2 separate regions of the Hordeum vulgare genome follow, and region 1 is linked to region 2. Evidence: chromatin contacts called from public Hi-C data. All regions are on one chromosome and are shown on one strand. Each heading gives the region's core, a stretch centred on a gene start, on an enhancer-like site or on the middle of the called end of the contact. The rest is flanking DNA. Distances are from core to core; before and after follow the strand shown.

The links. A called contact is a pair of places that touch in the nucleus more often than the background predicts.
Region 1: a Hi-C map of seedling shows a contact between it and region 2, with 2.1 times the contacts expected there. The contact joins the promoter of LOC123407872 here to the enhancer-like site in region 2. A contact is called at or near these places in 2 of 6 Hi-C or Micro-C datasets (leaf and seedling).

What each region holds. Positions count from the first base shown.
Region 1 is chr1H:114,823,032-114,827,750 of MorexV3_pseudomolecules_assembly, reverse strand. LOC123407872 reads left to right here and starts at 2,450. Exons shown (of 5, transcript XM_045101112.1): 1 at 2,450-2,820; 2 at 2,914-3,000; 3 at 3,118-3,345; 4 at 3,499-3,717; 5 at 3,802-4,719. The coding sequence starts at 2,623. The coding sequence ends at 4,341.
Region 2 is chr1H:114,524,232-114,529,445 of MorexV3_pseudomolecules_assembly, reverse strand. No RefSeq gene overlaps it. Among protein-coding and RNA genes, the nearest start is that of LOC123426631, 130 kb to the left of the region's middle. Within about 2 kb of position 2,480, at least 3 of the 3 cell types and tissues checked have open chromatin away from gene starts, as enhancers often do. A contact at or near this core is called in leaf and seedling, where this site is marked.

The DNA.
Region 1 (4,719 bases), core at 1,201-3,700, 300 kb before region 2:
CATGAACTAATCTAGCACATACTACGCATATAGTTGATACATCTATGCATGCAAGTAGTACTGCTAGGATTGAAATGGAAAGGAGTGGGATAAACAAATTATACCGTAGCAGATGATGTCGCCTTCTTGTCGGCTTCAAGGGCGAGATGATCGGCCTCGGATGGTTCAGCCATGGCGATGACGAGGACGACATGGACGTAGACGAAGCAGACGGACGGAGGTGAGCGGAGAGGCTGGGTTTCGGAGCCCTGCTCTCTCGTCGACCGTGTACGCGGTGAATGGGACGGAGTCGCCAGCGGCAGCAGCAGCAAAGGAACGAGCGCGTGAGGCAGATGTGATCATTATCTCATGAGCCTGTTCCAATACAGAACGGTTGTCAACCATTTTGTAATCGTGGAACTGCCCCATAACATACATCTCACTCCCAGCATCAGTGGCCCCGAATTTAGATTCGAGCGCCTCCCACATCTCTTTGGCAACATGCATATGCAAATATGCATCAACCAGCTTATCTCCGATCACGCTTATAACTGCTCCAAGGAATAGGACGGTGGCCTCCGCCAACATCTTCTGATGTTCAGCAGAGATCGTTCCCGTGGGAGTGACACCGGCTACGCAGAACACGTTCATAGCTATGAGTCATAAGGCGGTTTTCGTTTGCCAACGCTTGAAATAAGTACCGGTAGACTTCTCCGGTTTCAGTGTAGCAGCAAAACCATTACTCGAAAAATTCCTACACAAATTAGTTTTTTGGATTGTTGAGTAAATAAGCGATTTTCCAAGTAAATTAATCCATGAGATAATCACTAGCATGGCATTGACTAGACTAATGACATACTGATCATGACTAATCTAGCACATACTACGCATATAGTTGATACATCTATGCATGCAAGTAGTACTGCTAGGATTGAAACGGAAAGGAGTGGGATAAACAAATTATACCGTAGAAGATGCTGCCGCCTTCTTGTCGGCTTCAAGGGCGAGACGATCGGCCTCGAATGGTTCAGCCATGGCGATGACGAGGACGACGTGGATGTAGACGAAGCAGACGGACGGAGGTGAGCGGAGAGGCTGGGTTTCGGAGGCCTGCTCTCCCGTCGACTGTGTACGCGGTGAACGGGACGGAGTCGCCGGCGGCAGCAGCAGCAAAGGAACGAGCGCGAGAGGCAGATGTGATCATTATCTCATGAGCCTGTTCCAATACAGAACAGTTGTCAACCATTTTGTAATCATGGAACTGCTCCATAACATACATCTCACTCCCAGCATCAGTGACCCCGAATTTAGATTTGAGCGCCTCCCACAGCTCTTTGGCAACATGCATATGTAAATATGCATCAACCAGCTTATCTCCGATCACGCTTATAACTACTCCAAGGAATAGGATGGTGGCCAACGCTTGAAATAAGTACCAATAAACTTATCCGGTTTCAGTGCAACAGCAAAACCATTACTCAAAAAATCCTACACAAATTAGTTTTTTGGATTGTTGAGTAAATAGGCGATTTTTTGAGTAAATTAATCCACGAGCGCGGTGAACGGGACGGAGTCGCCCGCGGCAGCAGCAGCAAAGGAACGATCGCGTGAGGCAGATGTGATCTGATTCTCGTGATGGCTAGGGTTGGTGTTAGCCCTACTTATATAGGCGGCCGGGTGGAGAGACGTGGGAGCTCGGCTCATTCCCGCAACCTACGTCGTGACGAGGCGTGGCGGGCGGCGAGGGAGGAGTGCGCGAGGGCTTCTTCCCTTTTCACTCTCCAATAGCATATAGAATAGAGACCCTTATAAAGGATCAAACTTTTTCTCCACTAACGGAGTGGGACTAAACTTTTCACCACCACCTTGTCATGCCCTCACCTACATGGACCTTTGGAGATTTTTGAAATTATCTTATGGGCCTAAGGCCCGCTACTAATTTCAACACAAGTAATGAAGTGTCCTGGAATCCAGTAACCCCGATCGTGCCTCTGAACTACGCAGTCTGTACTGCCGAGCTCAAAGGTAACAGGATGTAAAACCTGTTCTGCCTAACCAAGCAGTGTTCTGGACATTGCACAGATCTGCCTAAATCTCTCGGCACATGGGGAGCACCCATCGTTCTGCAGCACAAAGAAAAGTTACATGCCATGCCACCGGGCTGGCCTCCACTGAGATCTACTAAAGGAAAGACCAAAAGGCAGCAGCGTGGAGTGGGAGAGGGGACAGGAGCGGGCATACGGCTAGGAAAAAATGATGGGGGCATGGCTACGCGTGGTGCTCATTTCGAGACAATTATGCTGTGCTGGTCCGTCGCACGGAAGAAAAAGGCCTGCAGGCTGGTGAGCCAAATCAGCCGCCCACCGGAGCGCAGAGTCGGCCAAATGACCTGCTGATAATTCCGTCTCACTGCTGGTTCGTTTGGTGCCATACTCCCAGGTATCTATCCATCCGTGTATCTAGTGATCTATGGATGCCTGTGTGTATTTATAGCGAGCTCGAGGGCGGTAGGAAGAAGACAACCGCGCCAATGCTGGTGCGCGCGCGCACATACTGACTGACGCCTTGGAAGAGTATTAAGCTTCTTCCTCTTCTTCTTCTGATCCTAGGCTGCTACGAAACTCAGGGCAGCCCTGCTCGTCGATGGCTTCTTGCTGCTGCCCAATCATTGCCTCCTTCGTCTCTTTCCTCCTCGTCTTCCCCGCCCTCGTCTCCTCCGCGACGACGGGCAATGGCAATGGCAGCACGACGGCGCTCCGCTTCGGCGAGGAGCAGCTCGGGCTCCGGCGGATGAGGGCCCAGCTCGCCAGGGTCAGGGAAGCCACTGTCAAGACGATCCAGGCACGTACACCAGACATTCTTCTCGTTCGTCACATCGTACGTGAAATTTGTCCCTTTTTTGCCAGGTAGTAACTGGTTTTGATCATTTCGCAGAGCCCTGACGGCGACGTCATAGACTGCGTGCCCTCTCACCTGCAGCCCGCGTTCGACCATCCCAGCCTCAGAGGCCAGAGACCAGAGGTACGTTAGTGTTGTTCTGAATTCTGATTGACTGACAGTGACTGACCGGCTGCAATGTGCATCGTGTTCTCGCGTATGCCCTTGAGGTGATCGCTAATGGTTGTTGAGCCGCTGCAGGACGAACCTGCGGCAAGGCCAGGGAATGCCGACGCCGTGGAAGACGACGAGGAGGAGGAGGTCTTGCCGCAGACGTGGAGGAGCTCCGGCGAGTGGTGCCCGAAGGGGACCATACCGGTGAGGCGGACGACGGAGGGCGATCTGCTCAGGGCCAGTTCCGTTCGGAGGTTCGGGATGAAGCCCAAGAGTGCCGCGGCGCGGCGGGACTCCACCAGCAACGGCCATGAGGTCAGTCACCGGCTCCCCGCCAATGATGACCACTCCTTCGATTCAGTCTCTGTTTAGGAGTATCAGTCAGTCATTTGGACACGTATGCAGACAAAAGGATACGGCCACTGTACTAGTGTACCGGATACTGAATGTCATTGTGGTGGTATGCAGCACGCGGTGGGGTACGTGACCGGCGGGCAGTTCTACGGCGCGAAGGCGAGCCTGAACGTGTGGCCGGCGCAGGTGTCGTCGCCGGCGGAGTTCAGCCTGTCCCAGATCTGGGTCATCTCCGGCTCCTTCGGCAACGACCTCAACACCATCGAGGCCGGGTGGCAGGTCAGCCCCGAGCTATACGGGGACAACAGCCCGAGGTTCTTCACCTACTGGACCGTAAGCTCTCTAAACGATGTCGTCTAAAAGTTCAGTCATCTTCAACTGTTTGTCCATGAAAATCCATGTATGTATGCGATGCAGAGCGACGCGTACCAGGAGACGGGGTGCTACAACCTGCACTGCGCGGGGTTCGTGCAGATCAACGGCCGCGTGGTGATCGGCGCCGCCATCACGCCGGTGTCGGCCTACGGCGGCCGGCAGTTCGACATCACGCTCATGATCTGGAAGGACCCCAAGAAGGGCAACTGGTGGCTGCAGCTGGGCCCGTCGGGCGCGCTGGTGGGGTACTGGCCGTCCTCCCTCTTCACCCACCTGGGCGCGCGCGGCCGCGGCGGCGCCGACATGGTGCAGTTCGGTGGCGAGGCGGTGAACACGCGGCCCTCGGGGTCGCACACGCCCACGCAGATGGGCAGCGGCCGGTTCCCGGGGGAAGGGTACGGCCGCGCGGCATATTTCCGCAACTTGCAGGTCGTGGACTGGGACAACAACCTCATCCCGGCGGCAGGGCTCCGGCTCCTCGCCGACCACCCGGGGTGCTACGACATCGCCGGCGGCCAGGGCGGCGCGTGGGGCAGCTACTTTTACTACGGCGGTCCAGGCAGGAACGTCCGGTGCCCCTAGGACTAGGACGGAACCAATACTGCTTACTCACGCCACAGATGCTAATTCCAGCAAAATTAATACTGTACTACACCACAAAAGACTTTTATTTGCATGCATGCCTGTTTGTTTTCTTTAACATAAAAAAGCATTCACATTGACCCAAACAAAGCCTTCCCTTGCTCTGCTCCAGCTACTCTTCTTCCTCTATTCTACTCCCTCTGGTCCTAAATATAAATCTTTTTAAACATTTCACCAAACACTACGTACGAATGTGTATAAACATATTTTAGAATGTAGATTTATTTATTTTATTTCGTATGTAATCCGTAGTAAAATATCTAAGAAACTTCTATTTAGAAATGACGGGAGTAGTTTGTTGGAGGATCGAGTACAATT
Region 2 (5,214 bases), core at 1,231-3,730:
TGTAGTAGGTTCAACCTGGAAAATTTATATATCCCGGTGATATAAGGGGACAAAGTGTGTCTTTGTGTTTCTGCTACTAAGGATTACACTATGCGGTTTAATCATATTGCTTGAGTTTACTTTGTCTGCATCATGACATCGCTCTCCATGCATTAGTCGGCTTTACTTAATACTGTAGATGCATGTTGGATAGCGGTCGATGAGTGGAGTAACAGTAATAGGTGCAGGTAAGAGTCGGCCATTTGTTTATGGACGTGATACCTATATACACATGATCATTGCCATGAATATCACATAACTATCCTATTTTCTATCAATTGCCCAACAATAATTTGTATACCCACCATATGTTGTTCTTCATGAGAGATGCCATTAGGGAAAACTATGGGCCCCGGGTCTATTCACCATATATTTACAAAACCTTCAATACCTTGCTGTCATTTATTTGTTTTCATTTTATTTTTGAATTTGCAATTATCTACACATCTCACTTGCTTGCAAACAACGAGACCAAGGGGATTGGCAATCCTCTTGCCCGCATTGGGTGCAAGTTATTTGTTCTTTTGTGTGCAGACGCTGAAGACGGTTGTTGTTGATATTACTATGTGTTTGATAAAACTTGGTTTCATAACTGAGGGAAATACTTACCCACATTATGCTGCGATAACTCATTCCTCTTCACGGGAAACCCAATGCAAATCACAAGTATGACGAAGGATTTCTAGCGTCGTTGTCGGGGAATATCATCACCAACTGCCAATAAACTTCACATAAATTTTCATTCACTTATTCCTCTTTTTTGTTTGATGGTATATTTAGTTTGTATCAGAAAAATAAAAATACAAAAATATTTACCTTTGCTTGCTTAGCTTGTCACTAGTTTGCATCTTCACTCTCTAGTTTATTTGTCCGGCTTGTTACTTTGCTTGCTCGGTCACCATGTCTCAAGAAACTACTAAGTTGTGTGAGTTCTCAAATACTAATAAAATGATTTTCTTAGTACTCCTATACCACCCGCCACTAGTGCGGAGGCTTTTAATATTGATGTTGCATTGGTGAATCTTGACATGAAAGATCAATTTTTGGGAAGTCATGATGAGGATCCCACTTCACATCTTAATACCATTGTTGAACTTTGTGATTTGCAAAAGAAAAAGGATATGAATAGTGATATAGTGAAATTAAATTGTTTCCGTTTTCACTAAGAGACAAAGCTAAAGCTCGGTTTTCATCTTTACCACGCAATAGTATTGGAACATGGAATAAGTGTAAAGATGCTTTTATTGCCAATTATTTTCCTCCTGCTAAAATCATCTCCCTTAGAAATCAACTAATGAATTTTAAACAGTGTGATCAAGAACATGTTGCACAACCATGGGAGAGAATGAAATTGATGATAAGGAATGGCCTCACTCATGGTCTAAACTTGTGGATGATTATCCAAAACTTCTATGATGGACTAAACTTTGTGTCAAGAAATCTTCTAGATTCTGCTGCAGGTGGTACCTTTATGGACGTGGCCTTAGGAGAGGCCACAAAAAGTCTGGATAACATTATGACCAATTATTCTCAATGGCATACCGAGAGATCTCCAATTGGTAAGAAGGTAAATTTTGTTGAGGAAACCGCTACTTGGAGTGAAAAAGTGGATGCTCTTATGAATTTGGTTGCTAATGAAAATACTCATGTTGATCCTAATGATATGCCCTTGTCTACTTTGATTGAGCAAAATTATAATGCCAGTAGGGTCACTCGGGATCACTAATCCACCTATACTAAGCATTTGATATGCAATAGGGTATAATAGAAGTTTCATAAAAATAGGCTATGCATCAGAATAGGAGCTATCTACAACAGTAGCAAAATCTAATGCAAGCAGGAGGGAAAAAGAATGGGCGATAAAGGGATGATCAAGGGGGTTTGCTTGTGTGGTTTCTGTGCACACAGATACAGACCATTGACGGTGAAGTAATCGATCACCAGATCAACTTCGGTCTCGGGCTCTACCGGAAAGAAGTAACGAAAGGCGAAACAAATAAATAACGGAGAAATCAAATGCAACACAAATGCAATGGCATGGCAATTTCTCTGGGTGACATGCTCTAATGCATCCCTAAGCAATTTTAAAAGAAGGGGGAAATATCCGACAATATTTTCCCGGCTCCAGGTATTTTTAGGACAGATGATCCTAATGCCAAATGTCCATGTTCATTATGTTAGAGGGGTATCACGGATATGTGTAAGGCATAATCAGATTCGTTATATTTTTCTGGTCATTTTTCATATATAAATCATTTTAATTGGTGTTATGAATTACTTTTAAATGATTTTCAAAGTTTTAATGATTTTTTGAAGAAAAAAAATATTATTTCGAAATTAAATGGAAATTGCTAGGTACACCCGGTGTAGTGCACTCACACGTGCACCACAGACTGACTAGTGGGGCCTGGGGCTGGCAGAGTTAGCAGGTTAGAGTTGACCTGTTGACCGGTCATCGGGGTCAACTAGGTCCACTTGGACCCAGCTGCGAGTGAGCCATAGGAGGGCCAGCCGGCTCTGGTCCTAGCTAGGCTCGGCATCATGGGGAGTGACGGCGGACGGGGCCAGGCGCCGGCGGGCACGAGGCAGCGGTGGTGGCCAAGCGAGCGGGCGGAGGCGGCTAACGGCAGGCGAATACGGCGGGGCAGAGTAGCTGCCGCGCAACAGCAACGCAGTGGCGCGGCAGTAGTAGAGCAGCAGTAGACGCAAGGAGCAACAAGCGAGGCGCAGCAACAGCGGCATCGGAGCAGCAGCACAACATCGACGGGAGTAGCAGCTCACTGTAGGTGCAGCGGTCGTGCATGCGGACGGCGCGGGGGAGCACATGCAGCGGCGGGGCACACACAGATGGCACGGACGGCTGCAGCGAGCGGGTGAGGGGGCGCATTCGAGCGGAGCTATAGCCGAGCTTGGAGCAGTGGCTATGAGGGAAAATCGAGGAGGGGAGAGGGGAATGGAGAGTGGGGCTCACGGGGAGCTCAAAGGCGAGGTCGGGGAGGCCGGCGACGTCCTGGAGGAGCAGCACGATGGCGAGGTAGTGGGGCGTCCGACAACGTGGTGGAGCTCGATGGCGAGGATTTAGTTCGGCTCTAGTCGATTTGATGCCCGCAGTCGGCATAGTTGACATCGGGGAAGCCTATGGGCACCATGAGGAGGTGTCGGAGGCTTGATGGTCGCGGGATCGGTGATGACGTGGTGACGACGACGCGGCTGTGTGTGTGGGGAAGCGAGCAACGACGCAAGGAAGGAACTAGGAGAGGGCTAGGGTTTGGGGAGGGAGAGAGAGAGCAGGGGGAACGACCTTATCCTCGGCGGGAATCGCCGGACGGCTGACACAAGGAGATCGGGCGAGTGGACGGCACGCACGCGTGCAGGCCATGGCTCTGCCTCCTCTTGTTGCAAGAGGTGGGAGAAAGGACGTGGCCAGTGGGTTGTGTTGCACTGTGGCCACTAGGGTCGAGTGTAGCAGTAGGTCCTTTCTCTTTTTCACTATTATTTTATTTTTTGTTTTTTTTTCAACGGTAGTCTTGTATTTTATTTAGCCTACAAATGACCTTTGTAAAATACGGGACTTAGCCACATAAATAGTGTGCAATATTTAATGTTGTCACAAAAAGTTTTGGAGACATTTGAAGTTGTTTGAATTTTTCATAATTTAGAAAAGCATTTTAAAATGCCTTTTGGCATTTTTTAAATATTCTAGGGCAATTATTACACTTTATAGAAATTTTGGTTCACCACCATAATTAACTATGGAATATTTGCAACATTACGACATTTTTTTATTATGTTTGAAGAAATAATAATTTAACTTTAGTTTAAATTTCAAATTTGATTTTGATTTTATTAAGTGAAAATCTGGCTTAGTTCAACTTGATGACATGGCACCATTAGGGGGGGCATTACTGTAGCATGAATTCAGGGGTGTCACAACTCTCCACCACTAAAAGAAATTCTCGTCCCGAGAATTGAGAGGTAGAGGTAAGGGGGAAACGTTTGGTTACGAAATTCTAACGAGTGTTCTTGTACTTGGTTGCTCTTCTCAAAGAAGTTGATCCCTTTCGTTAGTGTCTTCAATTCTCTCTTCAAGGTCATCCGGATGAAGTAGTCATCCTTCCTTCGGGGTCTTTATCATCCCATGGATGCGATAAGAGGGAAAACTCTAGAAGGATGTAGCAACACAAAGTTGGGGAGCTCACGGTGAACCCAGGGAAGAAGACAAGAATTATTCCTCGAGTTGTATCCCAGGGAATTCATAGGGTGCAAGATGTGATGGTACAAAAGTTTGAAACGGGTAGGCAAACATTTGATGCTTGATCAGAAGGTGAAAGGGGTCCGGAACAATAAGAATGAATATTGCGTCTGATGCTAGAATATATCATCCCTTGGATGGTGGCTCGGGAATTACATACGAAGCCAAGTGCAAAGGATACCTTGGAATCAAAGGTGTACAAAAGAGTGAGGTTTCTATTCTCTAGAATTGTGGGTTATGGGCCCACCATGTGGGGTTAAAAGTAGGCCGATCGGTGACACCTTGCATGGTCTTGGTAGCAAGACATGTGAGAGAATAACATGTTAGTTATGTTGGCAACAACTTCGGTACCAAGGGCGGGGGACGAATAGAACCATTTTCCTACTCGTTAAAACAAGGTGGACCAATAGGCAAAGCTCTTGTCCGTCGGCGGCTACCCGAATGTTATCCTAAATAGAAACGGGGTCTTACTGACAGAGTTGTACACTGAAGTTTTTACCTAAGCAGGTAATTACCACTTCTCAGATAAGTTAGATTACAAGAAAGTTTACACAGACCAATGGGAAGGAAAATGTGTTCACACACAAGTTTTAGAGTATACCGTTCCCAAGGAAAATAAAGCATGGTATACATGATAGGTCACCAAGTACATAACCATTTAGATAAAAGGGCAAGGAGAATCATGATGTTTACCAACACTGTTTGGATAATAGATCAAGAACAATTTAGCATAGCGCTTCCAATGTTCTTGTTGACATATGAAGTACCGCATCCGTGCTTCGAGGTAGCATCGACATGGTCATCAGATAAAGGTCGTACTTTGGGTACACGAAGGATCCATCAGGAACAACTTACAAAACAAGTCATACAATTTTCTGAGGGGAAAATGGCTAACCATACTAAGAAAGATAATATAACAATAG